Regions from separate parts of the Mus musculus genome. Here all the other regions are linked to region 1. A link is a contact called in public HiChIP or PLAC-seq and promoter capture Hi-C data. All regions are on one chromosome and are shown on one strand. The core of a region is the stretch at or near the end of the contact, and the rest is flanking DNA. Distances in the headings are between cores, read along the strand shown.

The links. Promoter capture Hi-C pulls out the DNA fragments that hold promoters and counts their contacts. HiChIP or PLAC-seq counts read pairs in DNA pulled down with a chosen protein or histone mark.
Region 2: a contact with region 1 is called in a promoter capture Hi-C map of pre-B cells, with 3 times the contacts expected there. The contact joins the promoter of Rfc1 here to the promoter of Tmem33 in region 1. A contact is called at or near these places in 3 of 39 promoter capture datasets (cranial neural crest, hippocampal neurons and pre-B cells).
Region 3: a promoter capture Hi-C map of hippocampal neurons shows a contact between it and region 1, with 5 times the contacts expected there. The contact joins the promoter of Ugdh here to the promoter of Tmem33 in region 1. A contact is called at or near these places in 2 of 39 promoter capture datasets (hippocampal neurons and pre-B cells).
Region 4: a promoter capture Hi-C map of the C10 cell line shows a contact between it and region 1, with 2.1 times the contacts expected there. The contact joins the promoter of Rhoh here to the promoter of Tmem33 in region 1. A contact is called at or near these places in 1 of 39 promoter capture datasets (the C10 cell line) and 1 of 115 datasets of contacts at active chromatin or transcription factors (the SCID.adh cell line).
Region 5: a contact with region 1 is called in a promoter capture Hi-C map of hippocampal neurons, with 4 times the contacts expected there. The contact joins the promoter of 1700126H18Rik here to the promoter of Tmem33 in region 1. A contact is called at or near these places in 3 of 39 promoter capture datasets (the 3T3-L1 cell line, hippocampal neurons and liver).
Region 6: an H3K27ac HiChIP or PLAC-seq map of microglia shows a contact between it and region 1, with 7 times the contacts expected there. The contact joins the promoter of Nsun7 here to the promoter of Tmem33 in region 1. A contact is called at or near these places in 5 of 39 promoter capture datasets (the 3T3-L1 cell line, cranial neural crest, hippocampal neurons and 1 more) and 3 of 115 datasets of contacts at active chromatin or transcription factors (astrocytes, embryonic forebrain and microglia).

Annotation. Positions count from the first base shown.
Region 1 is chr5:67,258,768-67,262,287 of GRCm38.p6, reverse strand. Tmem33 (transmembrane protein 33) reads right to left here and starts at 1,723. Exons shown (of 8, transcript NM_028975.4): 1 at 1,482-1,723; 2 at 1,255-1,324. The coding sequence starts at 1,299.
Region 2 is chr5:65,333,631-65,337,150 of GRCm38.p6, reverse strand. It overlaps Rfc1 (replication factor C (activator 1) 1), which reads left to right and starts at 1,512. Exons shown (of 25, transcript NM_001347357.1): 1 at 1,512-1,627. The coding sequence starts at 1,625.
Region 3 is chr5:65,434,114-65,437,633 of GRCm38.p6, reverse strand. It overlaps Ugdh (UDP-glucose dehydrogenase), which reads left to right and starts at 1,792. Exons shown (of 12, transcript NM_009466.2): 1 at 1,792-2,010.
Region 4 is chr5:65,862,027-65,865,546 of GRCm38.p6, reverse strand. It overlaps Rhoh (ras homolog family member H), which reads right to left and starts at 1,963. Exons shown (of 3, transcript NM_001081105.2): 1 at 1,666-1,963.
Region 5 is chr5:66,189,602-66,193,121 of GRCm38.p6, reverse strand. 1700126H18Rik (RIKEN cDNA 1700126H18 gene) reads left to right here and starts at 1,787. Exons shown (of 3, transcript NR_040695.1): 1 at 1,787-1,848.
Region 6 is chr5:66,258,229-66,261,748 of GRCm38.p6, reverse strand. Nsun7 (NOL1/NOP2/Sun domain family, member 7) reads right to left here and starts at 1,851. Exons shown (of 13, transcript NM_001302833.1): 1 at 1,428-1,851; 2 at 505-908. The coding sequence starts at 820.

The DNA of each region.
Region 1 (3,520 bases), core at 474-2,973:
CCCCCCGCTGTGGGTGCTAGGAACTGAACTAGGGTCTTCTGCAAAAGAAGCACTCACTTATAAACACGAGCCCATCTACCCAGCCCTTCCTCTGGGTCTTCTGCACGTACGTACACTCCATTACACAATCAAGGAGCTGAAGAGGCTGGTTTAAGTAGAGTGAACGGCCTGGTATATATAGTTCCACAACAAAATATTTTAATGGATCATGGGACTGAAGACTTGAGGACAAATTATTCACAGTTTCAAAGTATTAGGCCAGACAACTTCTTACTTACAAAGGGTGAAATCTATTTTTACAATGGCAAATCAGTTGATTCAGGATCATACCTAATTCCCCAAAGAATCAACATAAAATGGTTCTTGTGTCCTGAGAAGGGCATAATCAAAATGTAATTTCAGTTTCTAGAGCCTTCTGTAAAACAGGTCTAGACTTTTGAAACTAGGTGTGTCTTCAAAGCCCAGAGATAATAGAGGGATTTCCATGGACTGACTGGGAGTAAAGAGGCAGAACAAATAAACACAATGGCTGCTTCCCAAAGAGGGGAAGGGACAATGGACAGTTAAGGAAATCTGCACGTGAACTACAAAGTAGATTAAAATGCATCCATGTTCAATTCCCCAAATGTAATGAAGTGGAAAATAATACTTAAGTATTTTTGGGTTATCAAAAATCTCCAAATGGGTCAGCAAAGTTAAGTGCGTGTACACAGTACAGGGGTGTTGTAAAAAGCTTTTTAAAAAAAAAAAAATCAAAACTTCAATTTAAGGGCAAAAACACAAAAACTACCTCGAGTCGACCTGTAGATCAACATTTTTAATTATAAAGTTTACAAACGGGCAGTCCTCCTCTTTGTAAACGACTAATCAAAGAAACACACCACTCTCTCCCCTTTGCAAAATTTCTTAAAAGGCTTGAAGTAGGTACAAAGGGCAATACTACGACGCGCACCACGAGGCATGTGGGTTGAATAGATGGTATTTTCCACCTTGGGGGCCGAAGACGATCGGAGACCGCGGTGTGGGAAGGGGCAAGGAGGCCAACATCCCTAGCTGACAGGTGACAGCCGCCTGCTCCAGAACTGCCTGTTGTCGCCTTTGAAACAAACTTGGAGCTCCTCTGGCCGCCACTCGGCTCCTCCCTAACCCCAGTCCGGCAGGCAGCGGCTTCTAGAACCCTCTAGCCCTCTCAAACACTTCCTGCTCCTCGCCAACTCCGGCTGATGGAGCCGGGCGACCAGGCCGCTCACTTACCACAGCGCCCGCCCCTTGGGGGCCGTTCGGGGTCGTATCCGCCATGGGAGACACTCGGGAGCCCGGGACGCTGCAACAGCAAAGAAGAGCAAAACGTCAGTGCGGGGCGACGACCCTCCGACCTGCTTTCAGAGCCGGCAGGAACCCCAAACCCCCGGAGGAACGGGCCCTCCCGGACGCGTGCAGCACACAGCCGCAGAAGTCCCCCTATGGCGGCCCGGTAATACCTGCCCCGCTCGGTCCAGACCGAAGCTGCCTTTCTAGAAAGACCCAAGCGAAGGCGGAGCTTCGGAGAAAGGCCTTAAAGGGCCGATCGACGCCGCCGGTTCCCGGGGTTGCAAAACCGGAAGTGATCCTTTCGTTTCCACGTGAGTCAGGCGGGACGTTGAGAGTCACCGGGCGTGGTTTCCGGAGGCATGACGGGAAATGCAGTTTTTCTCCTTGTTTTGGTTCCACCTTCCCTACGAGCCAATTGGCACGGAAATGTTAAGTAAAACCACCGAGGCAACTTTCGTCTTAACCGGCACTCAGGCGATTTTCCTCGCTGGCTTCCGAACCTCAAAAATCTCTCTACTTCCATATACAGAAGCTTCAGAAATATCTATGATCTCTCCAGATAGCGATTCACCAAACCCTGTGATTTAGTTTTCTTATTTCAAGCACTAGTGAAACCGGCTATGTGACAGACGCTTGGAGGAAAAAAAAAAAAAAAGAACATAACACTGACCTTCTCAGAGACAATAGAGCAAAAACGACCACAAGCTGAGTTAATCAGGGGTTTCTGGAAAAGTAATTCTGGCCATAAATCTTGAAGGGAAAGGAAAAATTGTATATGAAAAGGGAAGGAGGTTCCAAATAAGAGAACAGAGCAGGTAAAGTAACAGAATGAATCAGGACAGTTCGGTGTGAACTGAATGAATGGGTCTGGGGGGGGGTGAAAGATTTGAACTGCTGAGAGGCAGGGTGTGTGGCAAGAAAAACATTACATGAGGGCACGGGAGGGGTTGGAAGGAAAGGGGAGAAATGATGAAGTTATATTTTAATTAAAAATATTTTTAAAGACTTATTATGTATACAGTGTTCTGCCTGCATGTATGCCAAAACTTCTGAACTTAACTCTGCAATCTAGGGAGCCAAGCTACAACTTTAAGCAGAAGTGTGACATCATCTATATTAGAAAGATCATAGGGAGGCCATTGCACACAACTAGGGAGAGCAATGAAATCCTGAATTGTGTGATGGTGTGGGAGAAAAGAACAGGAAAGAAGACTTGAATGTGGCTTCCATAATTTCATGTCTGGCTAGATAAAAGGTATGCAGGGGTGGGGGTGTCGTCTGCAGAGACCCGGAGAAGAGGCATAGAGAAAAATGAAAAAGAAGAACAGAAGAGAGAGGTGGAGGACAGGAAGCTGACTACAGATCTATACTCCAACTTAGGAACCGAGTATCTCTAAGCTCCTACTCTCTCAGAAGTACAATTGCCTTTATGATTCATGGCAGCCTAGGCGCCAGTCAGCTGCTGTCTAGGAGTCAAAGGATGCTCGGTAGAATGTTGTAAACTTTTCTTCTAAGGCCAATGTCCACATTCAGGTCCCCACAATCTCCAGTCTAGATTCCCTATCACCCAAGCTCAGCTAACACATTATCTTCTCTGCATTGCTGGAGTATAATTTGTCCCCTATTTTAGAATATTTATCATTGTCTAATATTTCTTTTTGATTATTTGTTTAATCTGGCTCTCCCACCATGTATGGGTAGTGTGTGTGTTTGTGTGTGTGTGTATGTGTGTGTGTGTGTACATGCACACATGTGTATCTTGGTTTACCTGGGGTGTCAAATACAACAGACTGAGTAGTTTAAACAACGCAACTTCTTTTTCCTCACAGTTCTAGATGCCTGGAAATTCTAAATCATTTTATCAGCAAGATGAGTTTCATTCTAAGACTTAGTGTTGCTGACTAGATCAGTGATCTTTTTACTCTTAGTAGCAGAATTTGATTTCCTTCTGCCTCTTCTGTATTCCCGAATTTTCTGACTATAAGTAACTATACGTAAGTAGATAACAATGCATCTGATTTATACTAAAGTTAGACCTTCAGTCTTCCCACTCTCCATAATAGCTAGATTTTCTCCTTGTGTTCCTATCTCTTCTAAAATATAGAAATCTGGAAGGCAAATGGAGTCTGTTTCTAAGTCCATCCTCAAGCTTCAGATGAAACCGTACGAGCAGATGTCATTTCAGTTTCGGTTAACTCAGTTCCAGGCC
Region 2 (3,520 bases), core at 263-2,762, 1.9 Mb after region 1:
TTATGTTGCAATAGACATCTACTTAAATACAAACTCTTGTATTCCTGAAGGCTTTACTGTCTTTCCCAGTAGATATGGTGTCATAAAATGACAAGACCCAACAAGAAGTGGTTAGAAAAAGATTTCAAAGTTCAAGGCCAAAGTTTGATACTGCCCTCTACACTAAATTCTTTGATAGTCACGTTTTCTCTTAAAGTTATATGCAATTGTTAATTTCTATTCCACAACCAGGTTGCTCATTTACTCATAGGAAACTTGCTGGCCAGGTGTGGGCTACCACCCCTATAATCCCAGCAGTGGGGTGGTGGAGGCAGGCCCACTAGAGTTTCATAGCAAGAGCAGCTTCCAAAGCTTGCTTATCCTAAATCTTTTCTTGTTTTTTTTTTTTTTTTCCCCTGTGTGGGCGTGTCTTGGTTATGTCAAAGATTTGACTATTCTTTAAGAGACTTAATGAAGCTTTAGGAAGGAATTAAGGGGCTAGTTTTCTTCCTTCCTTCCTTCCTGTCTTTCTTTCTTAGATTTATTTATTATATGTAAGTACACTGTAGTTGACCTCAGACACTCCAAAAGAGGGCATCAGATTTCATTACGGATGGTTTTGAGCCACCATGTGGTTGCTGGGATTTGAACTCAGGACCTTTGGAAGAGCAGTCAGTGATCTTAACCGCTGAGCCATCTCTCCAGTCCCGGGGGCTAGTTCTCTTAGCTTGGTAGTTTTAGAGCAAAGACATTGGGGCTGAGGGTTGCCCAGTTGGTTGCATGCATTCACAGTAGCTCTGAGTTTGATCCCTTGCATCGTGTAAAGCAGGAGTGTTGGCATATATCTGAGATTTCAGCGTTTGGGAGGCAGTAGAGAAATCAGAAGTTCAAGGTCATTCTCAGCTACATAAGGAGTTTGGGACCTGGACAAGTCACATGATCTTCTGCCTCAGAAAAACAACCCCCCCAAACAAACAAAATGCCTTTACTGTAAACAGTCCGTTAAATGCAAACATATACCCACGTGATGGAAGGTTCCCTGAAAGTTGTTCTCTGACCACAGCTTGTCATTCCATCTTCAATAGATAAATGTATTAAAAAGTTAAAAAAAATGTCCATTCACTAAGGGTCTGTTAGTTTGAGCCAAAATCAATAGGTCAAACATTAAAAATAAAATAAATCAGTGTAAAGTTTGATGAGAACAGTTGACCTTTGCGGGGCGCATCGAATACACTTCATCCTACCGTGGTGGCAGTAAGAACTTCTGGAAGCGGCTACAGAGCACTGCCCTTGCAGCACGTGCGTGTACTGCAGGAAGGAAGCCACCTGGGAACCCGGCTTAGAGGAAGTCAGCCTCAGATCCCAAATTGGGCGTCTCCCGGCCACGATCGCACGCGCACTCGCCGTCCTACAAGGTAGCAACCCTCCGGTTGCTAGGGCTGTGGTCCTGCACCCAGTGCGCAGCTCCCGCCTCGGGGCGGGGCCGCGGGGAACGCGCGCCTCCGACGTCATCGCCGCGCGCCGCCGCCCGCGCTTCTGCTACTTCGCGGGAGAAGTTGTTGGCGCCAATGGATCCCGAGCCCCGATAACGAATTACCCCAGCCACGGGCCTGCCCACCTGCTCCTGTTCGGTCGTGGGGCTGCGATGGTGAGCCGCCCGGGAGGCCGTGCAGCTACAGAGGCTTTGCAGGCGGGGGTGTGAACGGGGCGCCGCCGCGGTGCGGGATGGGGAGGACGATGCAGAGGGCTCCGAGGGGCCCGGCTTAGGGTGCGGGGCGCACCAGGGACGCAGCTGCAGGGAGGTGGCTGCTACGCGGCAATTTCACATCCCCACCCCCCCGACTCTTGGGGGAAGGGAGGAAGGAAGAAGAAAGTTGATTTGGACGGGGCGTTAAAAGTTACTTTCGTGTACAGCCTTGTCCCAAATCATCTCTGTTGGAGTGCTTCCTAAAGTCCCGACTTCAAGCTTTGCGTGGAAGAATGTCACACTTGGCTTTCGCAGGGAGAAGTTTGCTCGGGCCTTCAGCTTGAATCAGCTTCCTGGAAGCGAGTGTCAGCTGTGACACAAGGAAGTTTATTTGTTTATTTTGTTTAGAATAATTTATAGGAGTTGAGCGGATCCTGGTTTACCAGGAATAAAAACACGGCGAGTACAGACGGATGTTCTGTATTTGACAGCTGTCATCTCTTATCACCTGTTACGATAAGTAGTTTTTTTTTTTTTTAAACCTCAGTTCCAACTTCAATAATTCAATGTAGTGGACATTCAAATAGTTTGAAAGTGAAATTGTTTGAAAGTCCCTGGCATAGGAGACAGATACAAGTTGGAAATAATTTTTAATTTACTGGACCACTGAAGATGTTCAGCTAATCTACAAGATATTTAACAATCACACTTACACACACTTTTATTATTCTTAAGCTTGTCAGAACACCAGCATGCAGGGGAGAAAAGTGTTACACCAAACTGGAAAAAGTTTCAGCTCTCTGTTTTTTATTCTTTGGGGAAAAAAGATAGTGATGGTAGCCACCCAGAGTCGGCCTTTTTATTTTCGGGATAATATGTGAGTTTGCTTTAAATACCGTCTAGAAATTCATCTGAAGTGTTGTTTTGGAAAATATTTATTCTTATTTTAGTTATGTGTATCTGTGTTTGTATATGCACACATAGTTTGTGTATGCACACATATGTTTGAAGGCCCATGGTAGCCAGAAGAGTGTGTCAGATCCTCCAGAGGTGGTGTTACAGGTGGTTTTGAGCTGCTTTCTGTGGGTGTTAGTTCTGGAAGTCAGGGTCTCTGCAAAGAACAATATGCACTCTTAACCACTGAACCATTTGTTCAGCCCCCAAGTCCAATACATTCTTATTTGACTTGTAACGTGTATGTTGTGTCTGAGTATATTTCTGTGACTATGCATGCCTGATGCCATCAGAGGCCAGAAGAGGGTGTTGAACCCTTTGGAATTGGAGTTGAACTCATGTCCTCTGAAAGAGCAGCAAGTACTCTAACTCCTGAGACATCTCTTCAGTCATACCTCTCCAGTTCATTGGTGGTGCATGACTTTAATCACAGCACCTGGGAGGCAGAGGCAGGTGGATCTCTATAAGTTTGAGGCCAGCCAGCTCTACAGAGTGAGTTCCGGTACAGCCAAGGCTACACAGAGAAATCCTGTTTTGAATAAATTACGTGTACAAGTGTTTTGTCTGCATGCGTGTATGTGCAGTGCATGCAGCCCTGGTCCCAAGAAGGTCAGAAGAGGGCATTGGGTCCCCTGGTACTGGCGTCATACATGGGTGTGAACCATCACGTGGGTGGTGGAAACTGAAGCCAGGTCCTTTGCAAGAGCAGCAAGTGCTCCCAATCACTGGACACATCTCAAGCCTCCCAAGTTCTTCGTGGTTGTTGTTGTTGTTTTGTTTTTTTGAGACAGGGTCTCTCTCTATGTAGTCCAGGCTGTTCTAGAGCTTACTATGTAGAGCAGGCTGGCCTTGAACTAACAAGAGATGCTTCTGCCTCTGCCTCCTGAGTGCTGGGATTAA
Region 3 (3,520 bases), core at 543-3,042, 1.8 Mb after region 1:
GTTTCAGGACAGCCAGGGCTACACAGAGAAACCCTGTCTCGAAAAACAAAAACAACATCAAAGTATGCCTCGTGTCTCTGTGGGTCTCCGGGTCTGGGGTGGTTGTGAGCCTCCTTGAGGCAGGTGCTGGGATCTGAAGAGCAGTCTTCATTATTAACTACTGAGCAGCTATATTTCCAGTCTCAGCACTTGGCTTTTCACTTGCACCCGAGGGACCTGAACATAGACCTCTATGCTTACATAGCAACCGCTTTACCCACTGGGCCTCCTCCTCAGACCTACGGCGTTTGAATGTGCTTCCAACATTTCCTAATTACTTTCCCCCATGAGGTACAGTCAAGCACTTCATAACATCATTTCACGAAGGGCTGACTTCATATAGGGTGGTCCCGGATTATACCGAGTACTGATGTTCCCAGCGAAGTTTGAGTAAGTACATGATGACGTGGCAGAACAAATGTGCCGAACACATTTCTCAGAACATATCACCACCAATGAGGTATTTGTGCCTGGCCTTTTCTCCTTTTTGATTTTTAGGCTTAAGTTGATCTCTAGCAGCAAAAGAAACAGAACAAACCTTCACATTAAAAGTGGGCGTGGCGGTAATCATGATCCCTGGGGGAGGGAGGGCAGAGGGGTCAAGTAAGGGGATCATTGCAAGTAAAAGGCCAGTCTGAACTATATACTGAGTTCCAGATCTGCCACCTCTACACAGAGACCATGTCTCAAAAAACTCCCGTGGGCAGGCTAAATAATTTTGCCTTTTAAAAAAAGTTTATGCATACAGATGTCTGTGTATGTTCGTGCTGGTAGATAGAGCGTGGTCTCCTGGAGCAGGAGTTTTAGGCAGTGTTGAGTCCTCTGATATGGGTCCTGGGGAGTAAACATCTTAGCCCTTTCTCCAGGGGACAGTTTTACTTTCTATGCATTTGTAAGGACTGGGGACAGTTCGGTGGTAGAGTGCTTAGAGTTCAATCTCTAGTAACACACACACACACACACACACACACACACACACACACACACACACACACACACGCAAATTAACACCCACACATATCTACGTTGCATACGCCTTGCTATGCATCATACAGACAACCTCCCTTTTAGAATTTGGCTGGAAAGTTTTCCTGGAAAATACGCCCTCCAGGCGTGGGCGCCCGGGTTCTCTGGCCAAGGACCAACCCGGAGACACTGGTTCAGTCATTATGGAACTCAGCATCGTTTTGACCTGAGGTATCTCCTTCCCAGACCCGGCGCCATCCGGATGGGACGTGACTAAACTCTGGGCAACTGTCTGAAGGGCGCGGCGGACTCAGGGGCTTGAAGAGCTTAGGAGAGCAGGGGAGGCCCTCCATCAGAGTCCAGGGGCCGAGAACGGAGCTCGGGCTCCAGGATAAGGGGAAGAGTCAGAAAGCCGGAAGACCTTTTTCTGTGGGCTCGCTCTCCCCTCCCAGGCCCTATGATCACGGGTGGTTCACTTGGCACGCGCGAACCTTCCTCATGCCAGATTCCAGGGACCCAGAGCGGGGAAGGAGCACAGACAAGGATGACCAACAGGGACCACGACGCCCCTCCCTGCAGCTAGTCAGCCTAGCGGGACCAGCGGCGCACGCAGCCACGCCCAGCGCCGCTCGCTGCGGGCGAGGGCGGAGCCCGTGACTTAGCTGGAGCTGATTCGCCCTGCTCCTCAAGGGGCGTGGTCATACAGTTCGGATCCCGCCCCCTCTGCCGCTCTGGGTCCAGAAGGAAATAGAGGCCTGCCCGGGGGGCCTGGAGCGGAGGGAGGCGGGGCAGCGCGGGGCGGTGGCCGGGTCCAGAGTCCCGGGAGGCTTGGCTGCAGGGGAATGAAGCCTCCGCCTTCCCCGGCAGAAGTATTTAAATACGGCCGCGGGCCGGGGACTCGGGGAGCGGCGGGCGGAGCGGTGGGTAGAGCCTGCGGCTTGGGAGGAAGGCGCTGTCCGAGAGAACGGGATCTGCACGGCCGCTGTGTCCCTGCTTTGGAAGTGGGTAAGCACCGATCCTTTCGGGATGCCCCCTCCTCGCGGCCCAGGTGCGCGCGCGGTCCCGGGTCCGCTCCCCGTTCGCGGCGGGGCTCTCTACTGCACCATCCTGGTCCCCTTTTTCGGGCCCGGCGAGAATCACGTCGTGCGCTTGCAGGAGGTCAGCCGAGCCGAGCTTTTAATTTCGCAACTCGCGCGTCTTCAAGCCAGTTCTTTCCATTTTCCGATTTGAAACCAACGAGATTTTCCCGCCGCTTCAGAAAGCCAAACGCCCTCCCCCCCCCCGCCCCCGAAGGAAAGGGTCCTCTCCGTGGGGCCTAATGGACGCTTCACAGTCCTAAGCTTTGTTGGGGATTAGAGTCTGCTCACCTGGGAGGCTGCTGCTCTCCTCTGGTAGCCCCTAAATGTAGAAAGCAAAGCCCCTTAAAGATGCATCCCTAAGGCATTTATCCTATACTATCCTGGGGGTGTGTGTGGCTCACGCAGTTCATTATTGGCCTCTGGACACATACGCTCGGACGTTATACTTAATGTCAGGGAAGGCCTTTCTTGGGGGCTTCAGAGACCATGTTTTTGTGAGATCTTAAAAATCTTCACGTACTACGCGTAATTGAATAGGGTTGGTTGAGAAAGAGAGGAGGGGCTGGCTGGGAGAGAGTGCATACGTGGGGCACACAGAGGACTAACTGTTCATCCACTCACCTCAAAGGCCAGTCTGGTTTTTTTTTTTTTTTTTTTTTTTCAAATCCCCTAAGAAATGGAGAACAGTAGTCTGGTCTGTTTCTTCTGAGGGGTTCTGGACTTGAAAGAGCTGAGTGTTTCTGCTTGTGAGCTGTGCTTTTTGAGTACTGAGCTAGTCTGAGCTGAATGCTACACAACCCTGGTTTGGAAAATACATCCCGTCCCCTGCCCCCTTCTTTCATCTCTGTATTGCTTTCTCTGCCATAAAATCTCTAGCCACTAGGCATGCTCTATCATTTCTCAAATTTCCACAGCTGTGGATCATTCTCGTTAGACATAAAATTAAGTCTTTCACAATCTTTTTTTTTTGAATCAGGCATCTTTGTAAGTGTGCTTCCAGGAAATGACTGAGGTTGGTGTATCCAGCTGTCTTATCATGTCTGCTGCTTAGTTCTTCAGTAGCTGTGAAGGGGTGGCAGATGGATGCTATTCTATTCAGAGTGCAGTATAGGACATTTGTCGGCTGGTAGTGACATCCTGTAGGTTGAAATGCTTATCTGAATTTATGACACTTTACATGAACAGTATTTTCAGGATGGTGTGGTATGTCGTGGTTCCCGGAATATTTGAGGTGAAGACTCATTTCAGAATGACCTATTCAATAGGCAAACAAGCCCACTTTTCAGTCAACACAGTGAGGGCCAGAGGGTATACAGAAGGAGAAGTAGAATATGGTGAGATGAGCTTACTGGTAAAAACACTTGCCACACAAGCCTTCAGTCAATCCCCAGCACCCACAGTGAAAAGAAAGTCTGGACCCCCAAAAGTGGTCCTCT
Region 4 (3,520 bases), core at 714-3,213, 1.4 Mb after region 1:
ACACAAAAAGGAACATTGAAGAATTTCAGTGACTTGTCTGACGTTCCCATGGCCCAGAAATAACAGAGCCAAGCTTCAACATGGGCCCCTGGACTCCAGGTTCTTGCTCATTTGCCATGGTTTTAGATTCCAGTTTTCATGGTCCAGGAATCACTATAACATGCTATCTCTCTAAGGGAATGTCCGTGGAAACAACTGTTATATGGCCCAAAGGGCTCACTCTCTTTGAAAGAGAAGCTCTTCAAGGTCAGAGACTTGCTTATCCACCTAGTCAACCTCCCCAGAAGAAAGACAGATGATTGAAAGTCTTTAAATAGGAAAACAGACACAGAGGTTCCCCCCGACCCCCACCCCAGGCCTTTCTCTGCATCCACAATGGACTAAGGAACACTGCTAGAGGCCCAAGGGGTATCACAAAACAGTCCTAAGCACTCAGAAGGTGGCCCAAGGATGCAAAACTGGCCGAGTCCCTCTACAAATGGCTAAAAGAAGGTTTAAAACTACAGAATGTAGTCTCTTCTCATTCATCTCTCCAGCTGGCCCACACCCTGTCTTTCTAACCCTGATCCGGCAGAGGGTAAACCACTGGGCCAGTCTCTAGGCCAGTCAGTCTCCTCTTTATGGAAAGTCCACATGGCCCTCCAAGTCTACAACAACCTTCCCCTTCTCCATCTGCTAAGCCCCCATCCTTCCTAAGGCTTCCTGCTAAGCCCCCATCCTTTATAAGCATCCTTCCTTCTGAGCACTCCAGCTCACTCCCAGAACCCTTCTCGAAACCCTACAGCTGTTAAAGCTTCTGTGACCCAGCTTCTTCTTCAACTGTTTCCTAACCTGTATCTTTCGCTGTAACTACTAGACTTGAAGGTCCACCGAAGGACGGGTTTCCTTATATTTCTCTTCTCTCATGCACAGCACCATCTTAGATCCGGTCGCTTGAACCCATCTGTCACAACTTTAATTTAGTGAAGCACCTAAAACCGGTGATTTTCCCCCAAGCTTTTGTTGCTGTGGATGTTACAGCCCAGCCAATCTATTGGCAGTGCACAGCATGAAACCTGCTGAGAAACTAAATTTAATCTAGAAATGTACAGAAAGGGGCCATTGGGATTGAGAATAGCTAGATAGGAATTCTGGGATATGGTTTTTATTTCGATTTTTTTTTTCTACATAGCTAGATAACTTTAAAGCTGCTCTCTGTGGATGCTGGAGGGCCCTTAGATTTCCTTCATCAAACACTGCTGCATGAAGTCTAAAGTCCCCACACAAGCAAGCTCTGACACAGCCCCAAGAACATATGGGAATACCTTAGAAACTAAGACTCAGTGGCACATGCCTGTAACTCCTGCACCTGGGAGGTGGAAGCAGAAGGGTCAGGAATTCAAGGCCATCTTTGACTTCACATCAGCCAGCCCAGGCTATCCAAGACCTCATCTCAAAACAAAAACAAAGCAAAATAGAAAGAAAACCAAAGTGTGTCTTGTTAAGACTCTAGAGTTGGGGTAGACGGCCGAACACACCCCCATCTCTGAGTTTAGTCTACACTTTGCAACAAATTAAAAAAGGTCATTACAATGTTCAGCCTAAAGAAGAAGAAAAAAATCTTAACAAAATCACAGAGATTCCTGAGACACCGAAAAAACATTTTTAAAGAGGCAAAAGTCTTACCTGGGGTAGAATGCCAAGTCTCATCACCAAAATGACTGACTCCGGAAGTCTAAGTAGCTCTCCACGCCATGTAAAAGCTAACGTAGCTCAAATCTATTACTGCTGAGAGTCCCTCCTGAGGTCTACCTCTCTCTCTCTCTCTCTTCCCCAAGGCTCCCAATGAGTCACTGTTGGAAAAGCTGCAACACCGGACTGGCAGAGTCCAGCCCAAGGTGGTGGGCCTCAGTGTCGGAGGTGACCGAGGCAGAGGAACACTCCGAAAGTGACAAAAGCGATTAGCAAGTTCCTGTGCCGAAGTGAGTTTCCTGTGGCTGGCTTCTCCACAAAGGGGTTTCGCCTGTGTGGGTTTAGGGGCCTGTGCGCATGTGCGTTTGTTTCCCTCCATGAGCCTGTGAAACCTACCCAAGCAAGAGGCCAAATAGGGCTTTTGCTGCACGGCTGGATTTCTGTTTGATTACCGTTTTATCCTTTCTGGATCGTTTCTCTCTCTCCATTCCCTCCTGTTGAGGGAAGGAAAGGGGGTGAAACTGGGATGATTCTTTCAGGAAATGAAACAAGAGAGGAAAATCGGTTTCACTGTCCTGGCTGGTCTCGGTTAACTTAAGCTTAAGTAAAAGCACTTAACTAAGAACTTAACTTCCGGGCTGAGAATGGAGCCTATGGGTAGCGTACTTGCCTGGCCCTGTGTTTGTGCCCCGTACTGAATAAAAGCCATAGTTCCTGGCACACACCTGTTATCCCAATGTTCAGAAGGATCAGAAGTTCCAGGTTTCCCAGGTATGATGGCACCTGCCTTTAATTCCAGCGCTCAAGAGGCAAAAAGCAGGTGGAGTTCTTTGAGTTCAAGGCCAGCCTGGTCTACATAGAGAATTCTAGAACATCCAGAGCTTCACAGAGAGTCTCTGTAAAAAAAAAAAAAAAAACTCAGCTGTACACGGAGTTCACCACCAGCCCAGCAGGAGACAGTCGGTGGGTTCTCTGGATCACTCTGCCTTATTAATAATGAGTTGTGCTGCCAGTATTAGTAACAATTTAAAAATGAAGGGCATAGCAAAAGTCAAGTAACCGCCACAGAGCAGCACCTGGGCCGGGAGGTACTAGACCCTGTGCTGTTTTCTGACCCCTCTGAGTTTCATTATTTGACTAAAAACACAACTGTACTTGTCCCTCCTCGCTGTGCCAGCCAGGTGTAGAGACCATCTGCCACAATGTAACCCCATGGTCAAACTGCCTAAACCAGCCATTTGACTCTCCTGAAGTATTAACACCCTCCCCCCTCCCCTCCCCCTCCCCTTCCCATGCCCCGCCACCCTAAGTCTTGAATCACTATAAATGCTACTGACCAGGATGGTAACTTGCTCAAAATATCGGAGTGCCAAGTAGGCAAACAGCAGAAAGACCTTAAGGCAGACATGAGATTGGATTAGCCAGGCCTTAGGTACTTTAAATGGGATTAAATGGCACGTCTCTAATCCCAGCACTCTGGAGGCAGAGGCAGGCAAATCTCTGAGTTCTGGTCTACAGAGTGAGTTCCAGGACAGTCAGGGCTACACAGAGAAACCCTGTCAGAGAGAGGGAGAGGGAGAGGGAGAGGGGGAGAGGGGGAGGGGGAGAGAGGGGAGGGGGAGAGGGGGAGAGGGGAGGGGAGAGGGGGAGAGGGGAGGGGAGAGGGGGAGGGAGAGGGAGAAAGAAAGGGGAGGGTGATAGGTCAATGTACTTGAAGCGTGGTATGGACAGAAGAAAGGAGACAACATCAGGCTTACAAATAGACACATAGAAGCCTCTATGAGCCCCCCCCCCCCCCGTAGCAATTTACTAGTAAAGTAGGAACTTAGTCTCTCTCCAGAAAATTCCT
Region 5 (3,520 bases), core at 538-3,037, 1.1 Mb after region 1:
AAAGAAAGCCATAGCTGCTTAGAGGGTTTGAGGTGTAGAGTAATGGTAGAGCACGTGCCTAGTGCCTTGGGTTCTAGTTCCCCAGATACAAAATAATAATTACATAGATAGCTATAAGTCTGGGCATATGTGTGTGTTTACATACACACACATAATATATATATATGTGTGTGTGTGTGTATATATATATATATATTTTTTTTTAATTAGTTTGCTGTTGCTTTCAGGCAGGGTCTTAGGTAGCCAAGGACATATCTCAACCTCACTATATAGCTAAGGAAGACCTTGACTTCCTGGTTGTCCTACCTTCACCTCTCAAGTACTCTGCTTTTCATTGTTGTTGTTCTTTTCTTTCTTTCTTTCTTTCTTTCTTTCTTTCTTTCTTTCTTTCTTTCTTTCTTTCTTTCTTTCTTTTTTAAAGATTTATTTATTTATTAAGTGTAAGTACACTGTAGCTGTTTTCAGACACACCAGAAGAGGGCATCAGATCTCATTACAGATGGTTGTGAGCCACCATGTGGTTCCTGGGACCTGAACTCAGGACCTTCAGAAGAGCAGTCAGTGCTCATAACTGCTGAGCCATCTCCCCAGCCCCATTGTTGTTGTTCTTAATGTGTGTGTGTGTTGTACATGTGCATTAAGCATGTGTGGATGGCAGAAGTCAATGTCCTATTTCTAGCTTATCTTTAGAGACAGGATCTCTTGTTGAACCTTGACTGGCTGGCCAGCAAGCCTCCAGGATCCAACTGTCTTTGTTCCACCAGTGCTGGGGTTAAAGGCACGTACAGCCATGCCCCACTTTTCCCCCCCTTAACATGGGTGCTGGCCGTCTTAACCCAGGTCCTCATGCTTGCAGAGCAAGCATTTCATCCAGTGAGCCATCTCTCCAGCCTCTCATTATGCCACCCAGCTTGACCTCCTTGACCTCCTGCCTCAGTCTCCTGAACTCAGAGTTTAACGGTGAGCAGAATTCAGAAACATTTGAAGGATAAGAAGGACTGGATGTGAGTATCCTTCGAGAGCAGAGTAAGACCCCTGACTGACAGCCAGCAAGGAGACAGGAACCTTGGTCCTACCCTATAATGGATGATAATTCTCCTAATAACAGGGACACAGTCCTCATTAGAAGGGGGTACAAAATACTCGCAGGAGGAAATATGGAAACAAAGTGTGGAGCAGAGACTACCCCACCTGGGGATCCAGCCCATATACAGTCACCAAACCCAGACACTATTGTGGATGCCAAGAAGTGCTTGCTGACAAGAGCCTGATATAGCTGTCTCCTGAGAGTTGAAGGGGTTTACAGCCCAATAGGAGGAGGAACAATATCAACCAACCAGACCCTTCAGAGCTACCAGGGACTAAACCACCAACCAAAGAGTAGACATAGAGGGACCCGTAGCTCCTGCTGTATATGTAGCTGAGGATGGCTTTGTTGGGCATCAATGGGAGGAGAGGCCCTTGGTTCTATGAAGGCTCGATGCCCCAGTGTAGGGGAATGGCAGGGCGGTGAGGTGGGAGTGGGTGGGTGGGGAGGGGAGCAACCTCATAGAAGCAGGGGGAGGGGAGATGGGATGGGGGGTTGGGAAGGCAAAACTAGGAAAGGGGATAACATTTGAAATGTGAATTAATAAAATATCCAATAAAAAATAAGAGAAAAATAACATTACAGTTTATTTGAGATTAGTAAATAAACAAAAATCCCCCCACCCCCAATAAAACCAGGGACACACTGAGAAGAACTCTAGGTGAGAACTGTGGGTATCAACTGTCGGTGAACCCTCTTGTAAGACTGAGCACTGAGCTCGGTTAAGCCCACTGAAACTCAAGCGATCCAGGATGGAGGAAGTAAGTATAGTTCCCACCATTCCTGTACGTGCTAATTTGTTACACCGCAGCAAAACACTGCCGCAGCATTAACACCTCCGTGGAGGAAGATGAGGCTCCGAGAGCTTCACTGGCTAGAACCATCCCACCGGAGAGAGAGCGTGGGATTGACGTAGTAGACACACCTGCCCGCATCGCTGGCGTGAGAGAGAAATAAAGCTCTCTCTGACGGAGGAAGAGGGTGACTAAGATTCCTACTTATTTTTAGACACAAACATGAAACTATCCTGCACAATAGCTTGGTTTTCTGTAAGGATGAGGGCCCGTGGGAGGGGCCCCTGTTGGCTTGTTAAGGTATGTGAATTGTCTCCTTTTTAAATTAAAGCGTGAGGTGGCTGGTTTTCTACACGTGCTAAGCTAGGTGGATTCAGGTAGATTAGCAGCAAGCAGCAGTTAGGGAGACAGAGGCAGTGGCCTTGTTCACACACAAAAACACACCCAACACATAGCCCTCTCATGGAGGCCTAGCCACGTCAGTCTCGGGTTTCATAGAGACCTGGCAGGTTAACAGGGAGTTGCTGGTACAGAGTTTGTCATTCTGATCTGCTTCACCCACACACTCCTGTGACCTTCCCTCCTGTCTTACCGCCCCCTCCACCCAGGTCACATGACCTCCTTCCTCTCCAGAAGTAGCCAAGCCTTTCTAACGCAGGCATAGAAGGAATACTCTTACTCTAGTTTCTGCCCTGCCTTCACGTCTTTACTCAAAAGGCTGCTTCTTCTTCTTCTTCTTTTTTTTTTTTTTTTTTTTGGATATATTGGGGCCCAAGAGAACGCTCAGCCGTTAAGACCGCTGCTTGCTCTTCCAGAGGTCCTGAGTTCAATTTCCAGCAACCACGTGGTAGCTCACAACCATCTGTAATGAGATCCGATGCCCTCTTCTGGTGTGTCTGAAGACAGCTACAGTGTACTCATAAAATAAATAAAATAAATAAATTTTTTAAAAAGAGAGATTAAAAAAAAGAAAAGGGGGCTGGGCGGTGGTGGCGCACACCTTTAATCCCAGCACTTGGGAGGCAGAGGCAGGCAGCTTTCTGAGTTCGAGGCCAGCTTGGTCTACAAAGTGAGTTCCAGGACAGCCAGGGCTATACAGTGAAAAAACAAACATATATATATATATATATATATATATATATATATATATAGAGAGAGAGAGAGAGAGAGAGAGAGGGAGAGAGAGAGAGAGAGAGTGGGTAGCCTATCTTTATTGTCTGTCTTTATGGTGGCTGGGGAGGGGTGGTATAAGTGTATGCGGCACGAGTGCCTGTGTGCGCAGGGCAGAATCATACTGGCGCCTTGCACAATACCTTTTGAGGTAGCATCTCTCAGTGAAACTAGGGCTCACCATTTTGTCTAGACTGGTTTGCCAGTGAGCCCCAGATCCTCCAGTCTCCCCACCCTAGCCCTGGATCTCAGGTGCTTTTTAGATGGGGTGCTGGGAACCTGCCCTCTAGCCCTCTCTCTACTCACGGGAGCAGCGCCCCGCCCCCATTTTTTTGTTTGTTTGTTTTTTTTGTTTGTTTTTTGTTTTTGTTTTTATAATACTGGGAGTTGAACCGAGGGGCTGACGCTGGAAGGCAAATGTCCTGCTGCTGAGCTGTGTCCCCAGCACCTTGATAATCTGATATGCTTA
Region 6 (3,520 bases), core at 602-3,101, 1.0 Mb after region 1:
TCGGTGGAGCTACATAGAGGGAGAGGGGATGAGCAAGGGAAGCGCCCCCTCTTCCCATTCATGGACTTGTTCCCTGGTTTCTTTGCTGTTTGTTCTTTTCTTTTTCTTTTTGAGAAGGGCCTGGCTCTATAGCCCATCCTGGCTTGGAACTCCAAATCCTCAAGGCTCAGCCGCTGGGAGTACAGGCCTATACAACCATGTCGGCTCCTGCTCTTTTTAACGACCCCACTATACCTATCTAAGGGCAAATGCAGTCGAATTCTCTAGTCCCCCTTAGGACGCCTTCATTTTTAGACTGTTGTGATACACATATGTTTGAGGAGCTAGGCTGCATTCCATTAATTCCCACTCCCACCCTCCACCCTACCCCCAACCCCCCACCCCCGCCTCCTGAAACAGAATCTCACTTTGTGGCCCAGGTTGGCCTTGTACTACGTATAAGCCACCGTGCCTGGCTTTTCCATTTTCTTTTAGCGCTGCTCTTTAGGAACTGCTATTACTTACACTTCAGGGTACTGAAAGCCAACTCATAGGACAAGCGCTGGAAAGATTCATCCTCGGAGCGGGAGGAGGAGGGCTGCAGGGGTTCACTTCCGTAATTTATTATGACTTTGTCTGGCGACCTTTGGATCCGAATACCCTGAAAAATGTTCGCTGCCGTAACGTACACGGAGTCTGGGTAGCTGGGTTTTTCTAGGACGACGGTTGAAGAGTTTGTATTGGCGACTACATCCCCCGACATCTCCAGGGAAGCGAGTTGGGAGATCTCCTCCATGTTTTCTTGGTCAAAAAGGTCCCTTTCACTCGTTGGGTCCAGCATGTTTGCCCCTGATGTCAATAACTCAAGCTTCAAGTTCAAATCATGTGGTCCAGGGAGATCTCTATCCTTGTAGTCTTAAGCATCGTCTCTGAGAAAAGAGAAGGTTATCTTAGTAAATCTCTGTATCTACAGCACCTATCTTAATTCTCTCTCTCTCTCTCTCTCTCTCTCTCTCTCTCTCTCTCTCTCTCTCTCTCTCTCTCTCTCTCTCTCTCTCTCTCTTTTCGAGACAGGGTTTCTCTTTGTAGCCCTGGCTGTCCTGGAACTCACTCTGTAGCCCAGGCTGGCCTTGAACTCAGAAATCTGCCTGCCTCTGCCTCCTAAGTGCTTGGATTAAAGGCATGCGCCACCACCGCCTGGCTTGATGTCCCCTTTTTTTGTGACCTTAGAGACATGACATGTACTAGCCCATCGGAACATCCCATACTTCCAACTGCAATGAAAACTTGCACAGGGGGTGGGGGGAGGGGGGGAGACAGCTGGAGAACCTCACCACCACAACCACCAGCATCACCACCACCAGCACCCTTTGTCACAGCCCATTAAGGACAGACCCACTAGGTCCCCCTAAGCATCCCGGCATCCCAGGGAGTAAAGGTCCTATCACCTTCTCCGCGAATCCGCCCTTCTCTGGGGTTGGGATGTTTTCCGGGGCTCTGGGGCTGAAGACGCGGCAGCCTCTGCACTTGGGGCGATGGAGGAGGTAACAGGCCCTCGGGAGCCCCGGGAAGCCGCGGCCCGCGGAGGCCGTTTGGTTTAAGTGCAGCCACACCACCCACCGGGTTCGGCCGGGGGAAAGCGCTCGGCGCCCGCGCCAGCTACGTCCAGGGTCCCTGAGGGAGACGCTGCCTCCTCGGGGCTCGCCCTCGCGCTCCGGGGACACTGCTCAGGCCGAGCTCTCGGCTCTCTCCGGGTCCCTGAAAGAAAGCGGAGCTCTGGGTCCCTAAGGGGACACTTCTCGTGACCGTCCCGGAGCTCGTGAGGCAGCCCTAGTGGGTAAGGCAGCAAGGAGCAAGGAGCTGGGTCCACACTGAACCCTGGATGCGGAAATCGGGTCCCTCAGGGTGCCCGGATCTCCATGGCAACGGGAGGGGGCGGGGGAAGGGCTCTGCGCCAGGCTTTCCCAGTGGGAACTGGTAGGGGTGACTCTTCACCAGTTTCTTGTACTCCTGTGGGCAGTTGGCAGCCGTTCAGCCCCACTTGGAAGCTCAGGCCAGGGTTCCTGAGCATTCTGGCTTGGTCTCCTTCTTTAAACACTTAGAGATTGAAGTAGGTGAAGTAGTTCCGGCGGTTTAACTCTCAGGCACCTGAAGCCCGTTAAAATGGAGATGGCTGGACCCATCATCAGGGATTCTGAGTCTAGGCATGAGACTCAAAAATTCGCTTTTCTTTTCTTTTCTTTTCTTTTCTTTTCTTTTCTTTTCTTTTCTTTTCTTTTCTTTTCTTTTCTTTTCCTTTCTTTTCTTTTCCTTTCTTTTCTCTTCTTTTCTTTTCCTCTTCTCTTCTCTCTCTCTCTCTCTCTCTCTCTCTCTCTCTCTCTCTCTCTCTCTCTCTCTTTAAATTTTGTAATCCCTGTATCCCTGTGCAATTAGCCCAAAGGCCATGGTATGGAGGACTCATGCATCTGCTAGCAGTATCTTACCAACTCAGTAAATCTTTGAGAAAGGCAAGGTTTCTGGTAGGTGGCCCCTGTTGCTCATCCCGAGTCCACTTGTAGGCAGAAGGGGGAGGAAGACAACATGCCCATGCCTTCCAAGGACAGGGCTGGAAAGATGCACACATCATTTTGCTTGGTTTCCACTCCAGAATTAGTCACAGAACATGCTTAATAACAAAGGCTGGGGAATGCATCCAACTAAAACTCAAGGGAATTCCTGTAAGCTGGGTGTGGGGGGGGGGGGATTCATAATGACAGAAAGGCGTTGTCCTGTTATATGCATACCTCTTCCCCCTGATTTGAGCAAGTGTTTATTAAATCTTACTTTCTGTTTGCCATTGTGTTCAGAACTGAAAGCAGAAACCAAACAGGACCAGGGACCTGCCATCACAACTGTGACAGTTGGGGAACTCAGATCTTGGCAGCCTTCATTTTTTCATTATTGATATCTGTGTACATACCTATATCTGTGTACATACCTATATTGATTGACCTTCTCTATTCTTTCCAGATATAAAACACACACTCTAAAATAGTTCTGCTAGACCTTTTTTTTCCTCCATTTTTAATTAGGTATTTACTTCATTTACATTTCAAATGCTATCCTGAAAGTCCCCTATACCCTACTCCCAACCCCCACCGCCACGGCCCCCACCCCCACCCCGCTCCCCTACTCACTCACTCCCACTTCTTGGCCCTGGTGTTTCCCCTGTACTGGGGATATAAAGTTTGCAATACCAAGGGGCCTCTCTTCCCAATGATGGCCAACTAGGCCATCTTCTGCTACATATGCAGCTAGAGACACGAGCTCTGGGAGTACTGATTAGTTCATATTGTTGTTTCACCTATAGGGTTGCAGATCCCTTTAGCTCCTTGGGTACTTTCTCTAGCTCCTCCATTGAAGGCCCTGTGTTCCATCCAATAGCTGACTGTGAGCATCCACTTCTATGTTTGCCAGGGATTGGCTTAGCCTCACAAGAGACAGCTATATCAGGGTCCCTTCAGCAAAATCTTGCTGGCATATGCAATAGTGTCTGTGTTTG